Regions from separate parts of the Rattus norvegicus genome. Here region 2 is linked to region 1. A link is a contact called in public Hi-C data. All regions are on one chromosome and are shown on one strand. Each heading gives the region's core, a stretch centred on a gene start, on an enhancer-like site or on the middle of the called end of the contact. The rest is flanking DNA. Distances are from core to core; before and after follow the strand shown.

Region 1 (6,904 bases), core at 1,218-3,717:
CTAAGAGACACACACACGTGTAAATATCCACCTTTAAAATAAGAAATAAAAATAATAAGTAAAATAAAATAACGAAAATGCTTTGTCAGGAAGAACAAAAGTACTGTTCAAGAGCTAATAAGCAGTGGTCAAATAGTAACAAGAGAAAAGAAATTAGTGTATTTGGGATATTTCCAGTCCCAATGAGGACCATGGACCTGCCTAGTTCTGACGGCGACTGTCACTTAATTGAGTGTCTGGAGAAAGAGGCGGGAAATGGTCCTGGGGCAGGCACAGAAAGTAGCCTTAAGGAAAAAAACGGGGTGGGGGTGGGGGGCAACAAACAGAGACAGTATGCACCAGGGTGGTGCAGCAGCGAGGGCGGGCAGTGAGTGCCATGCGCCTGCAGAGGCTGGGAAAGCCTACTCCGGAATGGCAGGCCCAACCGGGAGGCAGCAAGCTAGAGACAGCATGTTAGGAAACGCGAGCAGCGGGCTACTAGAGGAAGGCAGAGAAAGGCAGGCTAGAGCCCTGCAAGGGACGGTGACAAACAGTCTCAGAGAAGACCGGAGCCCTAGGCTGGCAAGCTGAGCTCAGGTCACCGCCCTCCAAACCCCTAGCGGAAGTGCACCTCCAAGCCCCCTGAACGCCAGCCCGAGGGGGCTGGGCTTCCTGCAGCGCTCCGGCGTCCCAATGGCCGCCCCCTTACAGGGCGATCCAGACTCCCCGCGGGTGCAATCCCGCCCCGGACCCGGGCCTGCGCCCTCGGCCTCGGCTTCCTGGAGGACGCGGGCGACCGCACCAAGGTGGCTCTGGGGTTCGGGGCTTCAGGCAGGCAGCCGCCATGCTACAGCCCAAACTCGCGCGCCCCGGAGTCTTGGCTCCGCCCGGTCGCCGCCGTAAACCGCCCAGGGGCCCAACTCGCAAGCTGAAGGCCAAGGGTGGGCGCGCGCCCGGCGGGCGGGAAGGGGCGGGAGCCGCCAGCTCCGGACCCGGCTGGGGAAGGCGAACTCCCGGCCTCCGCCTCCCGCAACTCCCCGGGCGGCTGCCACCACCCGCCCCAGCCCGGGAGCGCCGGCGTCTCCGGTTTCCCATTGATGAATGGAGGGAGGGAAGGCAGGTCGCGAGCGCCCTCGCACGCGGCAGCGGAACCTCCCCGAGTCCGGAAGCCCCCCGAGGGCCGGCCGCTGCGCAGAGGGGGTGGTGGGGTGGGGGTGGGGAGGTCGTGGGGCTCGCACTAAACCAGAGGGAAAGGTCTCCAACACTGCTCAGTCTACGGGAAGGAGGGAGCTCCCTTCTTAAATATTGCAAGGTGACACTGGATCGCCTCCCACACAGGGATTTTTTTTCAAGACTGACAGGAGGAACTCAGTAAACAAGATGTTTTCCAGCATTCGAAGTTCTGGGGAAAGACCTCCAAGACTGCCGGGCAAGAGCCTCCTAGTACCTAAACTGGCGCTCCGCACAGACAAGCGTGTCCAAAAGGCGTTTCCTTTACACAGAAACTTAATAATGGCGTGGCTCCACTTGCTCCGGTTCATTCATTTTTATTGCAGTTTTCATTGTCCCCTCCTCCCCGATGTCTTTATGAAACCGGAAAGTAATCTGAGTGGGGAAGGGGTCCAGGACCCTTGGGCATCTATGGCTGGAGGCGGCAGTCAAGGGAGGGCAGTAAAGTGGAAGAACTACAAGGAGAAAGGAAGGACACGAGGGATGGGGAGAGGGAAAGGACCAGAGAGAGGCGGGCTGAAGAGGGTTAAAGGGAGAGAAGACCCGGTCCTCCCTCCACAGCCTTGCACGCTCCAGTTGCGGGAGGCCAAGCAGAACCCCCAAATCTAAGCGAAAGCAGGGAGACAGACAGCACAGGTGGGGTAGCTGGATTGTAACATGCCTCCGTCCTCCGTAAATCATTCCAAGTACACATATTATACGTTCTACGTTATATAATCTACACAAAGATGCCCGCGTGGCCGCAGCTCACACAGGGCACCCCCAAAACACACGCTTCATGCAGCCTCAGAGTCTCCTGCAGACATGAGACCCTAGAACTCCGCGATCTGCTGGCTACCGCCGGCAATCCATCGCTCCGCTCACGCTCAGACTGGGAATACCGACATTAATGCACTCCCGGGGACAGTATCACGCGAAAGCATCACCTACCAGTTTTCCTGCATCCATTGGATGGCTTCATTCTCGTTGAACTGCTTCTCGAATTCATATTCTTGTAAAGTCAACACTGACATGTTCATTGGGGCTGATCTTCGGAGTCGCTACGTGTTCTCTATACAAAATAAAAAAATCTGTAAAGAGCCTTTTATTTTGAGTGCTCTCCTGTCTGCTTCCCCCACCCACCCCCCTAGGTATTGCCCCGCCGTCAGTCTCCTGGCCGATCTCTCTCCCAGCCTCAGCTACATCCAGGGTTGAGCATTGCCTGCGCCTCGGCTCCCAGCTCCTAGCTCAGGGGCTCTCCTCCCAGCGTCCGCATCCACCGTAGGAGGAAATGAATGCCTTGCGGTCTTAGTGCCCGCACGTTTGTCCATCACGCTTTTTACTCGTCTACAGGGAAATCTCCTCCCCCTCGTGCGATCCGGAAAATTAACCCTTTGCGCGAGAGGGCGCAGAAGAGCAAGACCTCCCCTCGCCCTGGGGGACAGTTTTGTTTACAAGAAGGTGGTCAGTGGACTGGGGGAAGGGCGCCAAGAGGGAGGAAGTGGCCTTGAGGTCATCCATCAGCCCATTTACCACCTCGTGGGCCTCCCTGCCTGGCCTTTGAATGAAGTTTCAGCGTGCGAGGCGCAGCCGGGAGGCCCGTGGACCCGAAATCTTGGCGAGTAAACGATTGGGAAATAGTAGAACCTGCCAGGCCTCTGGCATGAGAACTCCAGGCAAATGAATGAGAGGGTCACGTCGTACGAGCTCTCTCCTCACCCCCTCGACCCCGCAGCACTTTCTGAGACCACCTCTACCGGGCAGCTTAGGCGTGGATTTACCTTGACCACAGGGCCAGGTGGCCCGCGGAACCTTAAGGTCGTGTGCAGATAGGATCCTGAGGAAGATGACTTGGGAAGTCAAGGGTGACTGGAAGGCAGACGTGGAAGGGCAAGAAAGAGTTAGATGGAGGGTTTGGCTACCTGGAGGGGATATTATTGAACAATGGAGGAAAGGAATTTAGCATACAGAATTAGACCTACTGGTCTAATACCAAAACCTGTATGAGTTACTTTAGTTCTGCCTTATTCTTGTGAAATTAGGAAGAACAAATTAATGTAGGAGAGGGGTGAACGTAATGCTGATCCCGCTGAACACCAGCTCACAGCAATATCGTTTTAACCTTACCTTTCCCAAACACTCCTCTTATTTTCCCGGGAATGGTATTTTCATTTCCTAAAGGAAGAACGAAGTGAGAGCAATATGGCAACCTACTAGTTTATATTTTTAAAGTTTGTGATTTTTCAAGATGGATTTTTTTTATCTTGTTTTTTTTTTTTTTTTGGTTCTTTTTTTCGGAGCTGGGGTCGGAACCCAGGGCCTTGCGCTTCCTAGGTAAGCGCTCTACCACTGAGCTAAGTCCCCAACCCTTTTTTTTTTTTTTTTTTAAATGTTTTTGGTTTTTCTGTGTAGCCCTGGTTGTCCTGGAACTGGTTCTGTAGACCAGGCTGGTTTCAGACTCAGAGATCCGCCTGCCTCTTCCTCACTCACAAGTTCTGGGATAAAGGCCTGAGCCACCACAGCCCAGCTAATAACCTACTTAGTTTAAAAATATGTACATTAGAACCAGAAAGAAATTATCCTCTATGGTGTACATTTCCCCACATACCAACTAAAATGAAGAGTAAGCACTTCATTCAGAGTTAGATTAATCCCAGCAAGACATTGGAGGCTGAGGCAGGAAGATTGGTGCTAGTAAAATTGCCAGAAATTCAAGGTGAGACTGAACTTCACAGTGACATCCTTGCCCCACCCCCCAGTCTAAAGCGGGGGACAGGGGAGAGAATACCCCTAATCCTAATACAATCTGGAGTCAAAAGCATGTGGATCTTTGTGAGTTTGAGACTAGCCTGGTCTAGTAACAAGATCCGGGTCAGCCAGGGATACAGAATGACGCCTGGAGTTTTTATGTCATTGGATTTTTGTCTTTTTGAGACAGGGTTCTCTGAGTATCCCTGGCTATCCTGGAAATTGCTCTGTAGACCAATGTCGCCTCCAACTCCTAGATCTGCCTGCCTCTGCCCCCCTGGTGCTGGAATTAAAGGGGTGTTGCCATCACTTTGGGAAAAATGGCTCAGCATGAGGACTCAAGTTCAGATTCCTAGAACCTACAAAAGGCTAGCTAAGGGTAGCTTCTGCCTGTAAGGCTATCCTTGAGGCTGAGACAGGAAGTTCCTGATGCTTGCTGGTCAGCCAGGCAAATGTAAAATAGGAGCTTTGAGATCAGTAGACCTTGTCTCTAAAATGAAGAGGGAGTCGTCTTGAGAATGGCACACTCCATTGTAGCTCTGGCCTCGGCCACATGCACCTGCTCCCCTGCACAAGGAAGCAACCCTGCCTACACACACACACACACACACACACACACACAGAGAGAGAGAGAGAGAGAGAGAGAGAGAGAGAGAGAGAGGACACAGACATACAGAGTAAATAAATAAATCAGCATTAAAAGAAATCCTGTAGAGTATTACATCAGGCAGAGGTCTGGTTGATGATTAGGGCATTAGTGTCCCCTGACAAACCTCAAAGATTCCATGTAAAGATTCCCTTATCTCTTTGGGTAGGGATTGCTCTTACAGGGCCATGTGTCAGGTCACCCTGAATGACTTTGAAGAAGGCCCAAGACTGAACACTTGGCAAAATCAGTCTGAAAGGTGGAGGTGGCTGATGAAAGAAAGACTTCAGCCTAATGCCAGGGCCTGAGCCATCTTGCTTGTTGGTAAAGTGATTGGATGATTGAGTGAGGGAGACACCAGAAGAGTGGGAAAAGGAACTAAAGCCAGGCTCGGCCAATGTAATCCCAGCCCTAGGAAGGCAGAGGCCAGATCACCACTAGCCTGAGGCCTGCCTGGTCTACAAGCAGAGAGAGCTTCAGGCCAGCAAGGTTTATGTAATATATAGTGATTCGAATGCCCCTGTAGGTTTGGCCTTTGGAGTGCTTGGTCCCCAGTTGGTGGTGTTGTTTCGGGGAGTCTTAGGATCCTGGCCTTGTTGGGGCAGTGTGTTCCTGGAGGTCTGCTTTGAAAGTTTAAAGACTCTGTACCACTTCAACTTCTCTTTGCTCTTTGCCCAACTTCGATGATGTAAGCTTCCAGCTGCTGCCTACTGTTGAGAGTTTCTAGAGTGAAACACAAAGATTAAAATTAAACAGCATACTGCACAGAACCAGGAATGCCCTATCGACACAGATAGGTGCCCTAACATAGAGCCACCCACCTGCTACAGTTTTACGGGGACCAAATGCAAAAGCCCTGTGATACTGATAAAGGGGGTAGAGGGTTCGCACATAGCTTTTGTTTTTGTTTGTTTTTCGAGATACTGGTTTCACCCAGTAACCCTGGCTTTCCTGGAGCTCACTCTGTACACCAAGCCGGCCTGAAACTCACAGCGACCCACCTGCCTCTGCCTCCTGAGGGCTGGGATTAAAGGCCTGCATCACCACCCCTTGGCTCACATAGCAGTTTCTAGTCAGAATAAGATATAAACGGTACCTGGTCTCCAAAAATGAAAGCAATTGATTACTTTGAATTTGCAGGATTGAGGATGAAATGCTGTCAGGTTATTGATAAAGAATATATTATAGGACCAGGAGTGTCATATCAACCAGTGCCCTAACAGAGCCACCCACCCGTGGGTGATATGACTGGAGAATGGAGAGGTCCTAACCTTGGGACCTAAATGAACTAAGATATTGAGATCTCATCTAACTACGATGCAGCGGTGGGGGGTGGGCAGAGGCACTGAAAGCATGTTCAGATGAGGAAGGATCTTGTGTGGTTTTAATATTCATTTTGAGGATGGTTTCACTCAAATACATAAACTTGCCTTGAAGTCGTGATCCTCCTGCCCGGGCGGTGGTAACACGGACCTTTAATCCCAGCACTGGAAGACAGATCTCTGAGTTCAAGGCCACCCTGGTCTACAGAGGGAGTTCTAGAACAGTCAGGGCTACACAGAAATTGTGCCTTGAAAAGAACAAAGCAAAACAAAACAAAACAAAACAAAACAAAACAAAACAAAACAAAAAAAAAAAGAAGAAGCCGGGATCTTCCTGCCTCAGTTTACAGAGTAGCTAAGGTCACAGGTGTACACCATCGGGCCTAGCTTCCGCTGCATGTGTAAGGAAGATGAAGACGTGACACAGGCCTGGTGTGAGAGTCACGGGGTAATAATGCCAGCCTTCCAGAGAGTAAGATGAGAGGAGCATACATTCAAGGCAAGCCTGAGGTACAGACACAAGCAAATTCTTGTACAGCTTGCAGCCTAGATGACACAGACAGACCCCGTCTGGATAGAAAGAAAGATGGGGGCAGGGTGACCTACTGTGCGTATTCTTTTTTTTTTTTTCTAAAGAAAACCCCCAGATTTGCCAAGTGTGATGGTATATATATGCCTGCAATCTTAGCCCTGGGGAGTAAGAGACGGAAGGATCAGAAATTCCAGACAGGTAATTTCAGTTACCTAGTGAGCTTGGGGGCTAACCTGTGCTACTCGCAACAAACAAAAGCCACAGTGATTTGCTGTGGCTTTACATATTTGGTGCAGAGCAGGAAGCAGACTGTCTATCGGAGTTCTTATGTAACGTTCCCACTGTTTATTTTGCTTCACTACTTGAATTGTCCAAAGTACTTGTATTTCATTTAAAAAAAAATCAACAGAAATTAGTTGGGCAGTAGAGAAAATAATGAGACACTTATCTACCTAAAAAAGAAACACC
Region 2 (6,904 bases), core at 1,436-3,935, 170 kb before region 1:
AGAGGAGGTTTTTTTTCTATAGGCAACGATGACTTTCTTTTTACATAAATAATTTGATGAACATAGTCTGGAAATTCAGTTCCTCGTTCAACATGAAGAAGGCAGATTTGTAGGAAATTTACTAAAACCAATTTGGTTTCAGCCAGATCCTAGATTTGTAAAAATGTTGCATCTCTATTCACCCTGAACGTATTGCCTCTGATGTTTAAAGCTTAAAAAAAGTTTTCTTGTCTTTCTAGCAGTTCCCTTTTCATTACTGTCTTGGTAACAGTGATTGAAGGATGAGGCTGCTGCTGTCTGCTTCCTTTTAGATCGTAGAGTGATATGACAGGCCACATTTTCACCCAAAATGATTCTGAAGACCTAGGACTCTGAGAGACTCCACAGCACTCACCAGGAAAGCCTTTCTGTGTGATAAAAGCTACACTCAGGGCTGGGGAGAAGGGAGCCTCAGTAGGGTGCTTACAGCAAAGGAAGGGAGCCTGAATCCGGGTCTCTAGCTCCCGTGAAAAAACCCAGTTCAGGCAATGGAGATGTGGAGGTTGGAGAATCCCTGGCACTTGCCCATCAGTGAGAGGCTCTGCCCGTAATTATGAGGTGGAAGGTCTAGCCAGTAGGCTCCCCACCAAGTCCGGGACCCGAGTACATTTCCTGAGATTCCCACAGTGGAAGGAGAGAACAGACTGGTGCATGCCATCCTCTGATCTGCACACGTGCTTTGGGACATCTATGCACCCATACATACAAAGAAATAAGGCGGAGAACAGAGGACAAAGACACCTGATGTCCACTTTTGGTCTCTACGTGCACCTGCATGCACACTCACACACCAATATCCACATACAAACCCAAGTGGGCAGTATTTAATCCAGGATTACATCCTACTTTTAACTGGTTTCCCATGTTCAAGGCAATGTGAGGGGATGGACAGATGTGCAGATACATATAGGTCTCATATGTGGAAGAGATGGTATGGGCTTAAACAATTTTGTGATTTTTGTTAATAGTAATGAAAAGAAACTAAGTTATTGGAGGAAGAAGAAGCTATATTCTTGGACTGAGTATGGTCTTACATTAAAAATCACGTCAGCTTGACAAAAATTGTGGAGATGTTTGGATATATTAGTAAAAATGACTCGATTCTAGTAGGACTCTGCTTTTGAGTTAATATTCCATGCCATGATTTTATAACTCAAGATGCTTTCAAGTATAGCATAATAATTCACTTTTAATTAATAGTTAATGTTAGCAATCAAATGGTTTTTATCTAGCACTTAATCCTATAAAATTACAGAACTGGATGTGTTATTGATTGTCTATGGCTTATTTCCTTTATGATAGTTAGCTTTAGGTCGCCAGAGAACTGTTGTAGTATGAAGAATTCTAAAGGCCAGAGTGCACATCACAGTGTCATAGCAGTTTTCCTTCTAATCTGATCCTGCCGATTCATCAACACACTTCCTTTTATTGTTCAGTCCCTATGAAAACATCATCTTTCTTCTGTTGTGTTTTACACAAGTTAAGCTGGAGCTGGGCAGAGGCCTAGGAGCACAGCCGCAGTCCCAGACTCCTTGGGGGGTAGTAGTGGAGGAATCAGGAATTCTTGGTCATTCCATTCAAGGCCAGCCTGGGTCACAGGAGGCCCTGCCTTAAACAGGCCACAGCTGAAGATGTCCCTCACGTTTAAGGACCGTTAACCAAAAGCAATGTTTAAAGTCACTGGTGTCCACAGTCATTTGGGGCAAAACTTTATGTTGAATTGATTTGATAAAAATGTGGTTTAGCAGGTTTTCAATGTTTTGCCCTGTTTGTCCTGTCAGCCTCCCTCACATCTCTGCATTCTGCAGTAGCAAACCTCAGGGGCTTCCTGTCAGTGCAGACAGTCCCTGGTCTTTCTGCACAGGGCGGCTTCTAGAGGCCCTTCCTTCCTTGATGGGAGCAAGATGCAGAGCCTTGGCCTGAGGTAGGGGAGTAGGGCCTGAAGCACCCACACCCACTGGTTCCCTATATGTCCCTGAATCCTGGGGACATTCCAACTCTGGAGCTCAGAGGAGGCCTTCATTCCTTCCCATTTGCCTTTGGTCAAACATCCTTCCGACACATGTTTTTCCAGGGCTGCAACCCCTACAGCAGGCTTGTGAAGTTTCTTAAGGATGGATGTGGTTGGAGAATGCTTCCGGCTCTTCCATTCCTCGTGGATTTGTGACCACAACTCACTTAAAAGGTGTTTTACCCTTACTTGGTGTAGAGTGACTTCATAGTGTTTGGCCATGGACACTCAAATGGGTTTATCCAAGGAACCTTCTGTTTGGTTTAGCCAAACTAACTAATAATTCAGATAATCCAAAGACCCCTGGCTGTGCCCCACCCTTTGAAGAAGCACTGGTCATTTGACTGCCATGGACAGGACACAAAGACCCCAGGTCACTTCGATTTACAAGTGGAGCCCATTAGCATCTAACAGTTTTAAAAAACAACTATTAGGGATTGTCAGTAAAGAGCTAAAACCAAGTGAGCTAGAATTAAAAAGAGGCCCCAGGAAGCCTGAGCAACCTTTAGGCCCCACCTCAGCTCCTGCCTTCCATCCCTTCCATGGTCCATTTAGAGGTGAGTAGAGCAGGAAGCTTGGTAAAAGAAACAACAGTGCACCAGACAGAACAGGTTTTGACATCTCAGAACCAAGCGCGTCAGACCTGCCAATCATTAACCGTGTGACCTCATGCAAATCATTGAATGCTGAGTCCGTTTCCATCCCTGTAAAAGAGGAGGCGTCTGAGAGAGAGAGAGAGAGAGAGAGAGAGAGAGAGAGAGAGAGAGAGAGAAATGTATCGTCATGGTGACTAATAAGTATTGCTCCTTTTCTTCCCTCCTGAAGAAGTGAGCTTACCCTTTCTCACGATGGCCAAAGGTAGAATTAGGGAAGAGACTCCAGACCTTCTGGAACTTTCAGCAGCATTCTCCCATGCTGTGTCTTCCCACCAGAGCTGCTGGCGTCATTTCTGTGCATTCATCCCTCCGGTTCTTTTAGAATGAAGTGGAGAAATGGAGGGGTTGGTGGTAGATCTTGGGCTAAGAGAAGGGAATTTTAATGGGACATTTCTAAAAAGTTAATTCTCGCGTGAAGAAAACACAGTTGTCTCTGAGCGCTGGTTTCTGGAAACAAGCAGTTCCAGTAGGTGGCAGCATTGCTTCGCTTACTCGAGAGCACTGTTAACAAGCTGGTGTCTGACAGATATAGCGACAATCTCTTGGGACAGTAAGGAGTTATAGGCAAATGGCCCCTTTCCTTCAGAATAGCTCCCCACCTCTTATGTCTCTATTTCTTTCCCCACATTTTCTCTTGGGCTAGTGGTGAGTTTTACAGAAGCAAACAGCCCCTCCTTAGCCTAAGGGGCTCTGCTTCCAGTGCAGGGGCTGTGTGTGCACTTCTGTTACAGCCTGGTGTTCAACAAGGGTCTTTGCCTTCTGGTTCTTTCCTTTGACCTGGGACTGCTGCAGTCTGACCAGACATCTGTCTCCAGCTGTCTCCTGGCTTGTGTTGGTTCAGAAAGGGGGTCTCCTTAGGACTTTGGCCTGAGGGTTTATTTGTAGTTGGTGCTCTGTCATGCCTTATAGAGACGGTGTGCAAATAGCTGCCCATCATCCGAAAGACGGGCTGAGAAAAGGCGAAAGCCTGTGAGGGGCAATGTGCATGCTGCTGTGTGAATCAGTACTTTCAGCTGACATCACAAACTGCATCTAGAAAGGTGCAAGATCAGAGACCATGCGTATTGAATTTGTGACAATTGGGTGCCAGGGGCCTCCGGTTGACCTCTGTTTGTGTGTCATCAACAGCTGTGTCATTGGCTATATTGGAGAACGATGTCAGCACCGAGACTTACGTTGGTGGAAGCTGCGCCATGCTGACTACGGGCAGAGGCACGACATCACTGTGGTGTCTGTCTGTGTGGTGGCGCTGGCCCTGCTGCTCCTCTTAGGGATGTGGGGGACTTACTACTACAGGTAACGATTCTTTACCATGAAACCTGACACCCTTTCTCTAAGCTCCCCCAGGGAATGCATGCTTCCTTGGGATGAACTTGAGCAAAATACTGCATTTAAAAGCAGGGTAAGCCCTTTTCAAAAGCCTGGACTTCGCTGCACTGAAACATCAACGCTCCGCCTTTTCCTTCCCAGACACTGCACATGTATAAGGTTTGTGATCATCTGTTTTGGTGATGCTGAGGACTGAGCTACACCCTCACGTCAGATCTGCTTATCTCCCACAATGCACCATTGCAGTCCAGTCTCTTCACTTAGCATCCTGTGCCCACATCAGCCAGCATCACTATAGTTTTTCATGGTTGCCTGCTGATAATTACCCACAAAACCTACTTTTTGTTAGAGAAAAAACATGGTCTTCCCTACTTGGAAAGGAATTCTGGTCATTGGGTTTTGTTTTCAGTAATTTAAAGTTACGGGTTTTAAAACTGAGATGGTGGCCTGCATTTCATGTAAAAGCCCCACCTTAGTGTCGGGGAGCAGGTGTCTTCAGTGCTCCTGTTCCATTCCTTTAAAGGATGATGTCACACTATCATCAGTTGAAACAGCTTAGGAAGTGTTATAACAGTTAAAATAAACAGGCTTGGGCTGAGGGACTTTATAAAACTGTCCCCTGGCCCACCTGTCTGCCAGGTGTCAGCTTTTGGGGATGTGTAAAGTGCCTACCGCCATCAGAAGGTAAATATCCAGCCACATTTACCAAAGCTGAGCAGGCACTCAAGTTAAACTGTGTTATCTCCTGGGAAACTGAGCGCAGTCAGCCCAGGCGCTCCCTGAAGCCCCTGCTATAGCTGGAGCAGTAAACGGCGTCGGCTCTGGAACCAACTTGTGAGTTTCAGGTTCAAGTCAGCGCCTGTCTGTGTGGTGGGCATGTCCCTTGTTTGTGGGCATTGGCTTTCTTGGTTATGAGGTGTGGGGAAACAGTAGTTCTTTTGAGAGCTACTGTGAGACTGAGTTAGTGTGAGTTAAGAGTTTCCATAGGGGTTGGGGATCTAGCTCAGCGGTAGAGCGCATGCCTAGCAGGTGCAAGGCCCTGGGTTCGATCCCCAGCTCCGGAAAAAAAAAAAAAAAGTTTCCATAGGCCTGGTGTATTGGGAATAGCAAATGCCACCTGAAGCTACTATTGTTTTCTGTGAACAGTGATCTTCCCAATAAGAGGCTTTACCTGAAAACCTTCTCCAACACCTTTGGGGGACGAGAGACCCGGGGAAACTCTTGAACTTTAACGTGGTGGCCTATCAGTATAACCACGTTTTTAGCCTATTATTTGGATTCTGTATGTCTGTAGAAAGAATGTTAAGTTATCAGTGGCTTACTCTTCTGGAAAGAATGTCAAACAAAAATAGATGTAAAAAGCAAAAAATGAAATAAACAAAAAATGAAGGAAACCCAAAAAGCTTCCCAAGTCATAGTGGTGCAAACCTTTAATCCCAGCACTCAGGAGGCAGAGGCAGGGGTAAAGGCAGATGGATCTCTGTGAGACCATCCTGGTGTACAGAGTAAGTTCCAGGATATCCAGAAAAACATATATACATATATACACATATACACATATACATATATACACACATATACATATACAAACATACACAAACAAGTATACGTATATACATATATAGCAAGACAATATCCTGAAAGAAATGAAAAGAAAATTTTAAATTAATGCATGATATAATTATTTTTGGTTTTTGATGTATTAACACGTGACTTAATATTTTTTAGAAATTTGGATCTTTTTATTTTGAAAGACAAAGTCTTTCCATGTAACCTGGACTAGCCTCAAACTCATGATTCTTTCCCCCCGGCTTCTGGAGTGCTCTGACTTCATGGACGCGTCAGTAAGCACGCCTGAGCGGCGGCGGGTGAGGATTGAAAGCTAGTGGCTAATGGCTGGTGGTATTTTAGCTTCCAACTGCCATAGTCCAATAATAAAAATGATGAAGGGCCCATGTAAATGACTCAGTCAGTAAAGTGTTTGCCATACGAGCCTAAGGACCCAAGTTCAGCTCTTAGTACCCAGGTTATACAATGCAATGCAATGCAATGCAATACAACACAATACAACACGATCCAGTACAACACAACACAACACAATATAGCACAACACAACACAATATAACACAACACAACACAATACAATACAACACAACACAATACAATACAATACAACACAACACAATATAACACAACACAACACAATACAATACAACACAACACAATACAATACAATACAAGACAACACAATACAATACAACACAACACAACACAATACAACACAACACAACACAATACAACATACTATGATACAACACAATACGATACAACACAATACGATACAGGAAAGTCAAGCAGGGCACACTGTGTACTTATATCTGCAACTCTGGGGGACAGAAGCAGGGGGAATCCATGGGGCCTCATGACCAGCCAGCTTAGCGGAATTGGCAAACTCTGGGTTCGCTGGAGATGCTGTTTCAAAAAATAACACACAGAGCAATTGAGAAAGACGTTTCCACTTCTCACCTCCACACGAGGGCACACTTCCCTACAGGTGCACATACACAAACCTGTGTTTACACACACACATGATAAGAACTATTGAAAGAGCGTGTTAGAGCTGTCGTGTGGTTACAATGCATCCAGAGTTGCCTAAGTCCCTGAGCGTCTCTATAGCTATTTGCTTAGCGGCACTGCCCCCTAGAGCTGCATACGGGACAGGACTGAGGTTTTCGTGTGCCTGGCCAGGTATGCACCATCTGTAGATCTAATTTGACAGGAGTTGCTCCGGGTTATCACCGAGTGGGACAGGTATTTCGTTTTTATCTTGAGATTGTCTCAGGGTTCTTGTTTTGTTTGTTTGTTTGTT

The links. Hi-C and Micro-C count contacts between places; a contact is called where the count stands out from the background.
Region 2: a contact with region 1 is called in a Hi-C map of kidney, with 5 times the contacts expected there. The contact joins the enhancer-like site here to the promoter of Elovl6 in region 1. A contact is called at or near these places in 9 of 12 Hi-C or Micro-C datasets (Schwann cells, frontal cortex, hepatocytes and 5 more) and 1 of 1 datasets of contacts at active chromatin or transcription factors (oligodendrocytes).

The regions. Positions count from the first base shown.
Region 1 is chr2:220,733,658-220,740,561 of GRCr8, reverse strand. It overlaps Elovl6 (ELOVL fatty acid elongase 6), which reads right to left and starts at 2,467. Exons shown (of 5, transcript NM_134383.3): 1 at 2,411-2,467; 2 at 2,140-2,260. The coding sequence starts at 2,228.
Region 2 is chr2:220,902,217-220,909,120 of GRCr8, reverse strand. Egf (epidermal growth factor) reads left to right here. Exons shown (of 24, transcript NM_012842.2): 21 at 3,835-4,002. Among named protein-coding and RNA genes, the nearest start is that of Egf, 71 kb to the left of the region's middle. Within about 2 kb of position 2,685, at least 1 of the 93 cell types and tissues checked has an H3K27ac peak or open chromatin away from gene starts, as enhancers often do. A contact at or near this core is called in kidney, where this site is marked.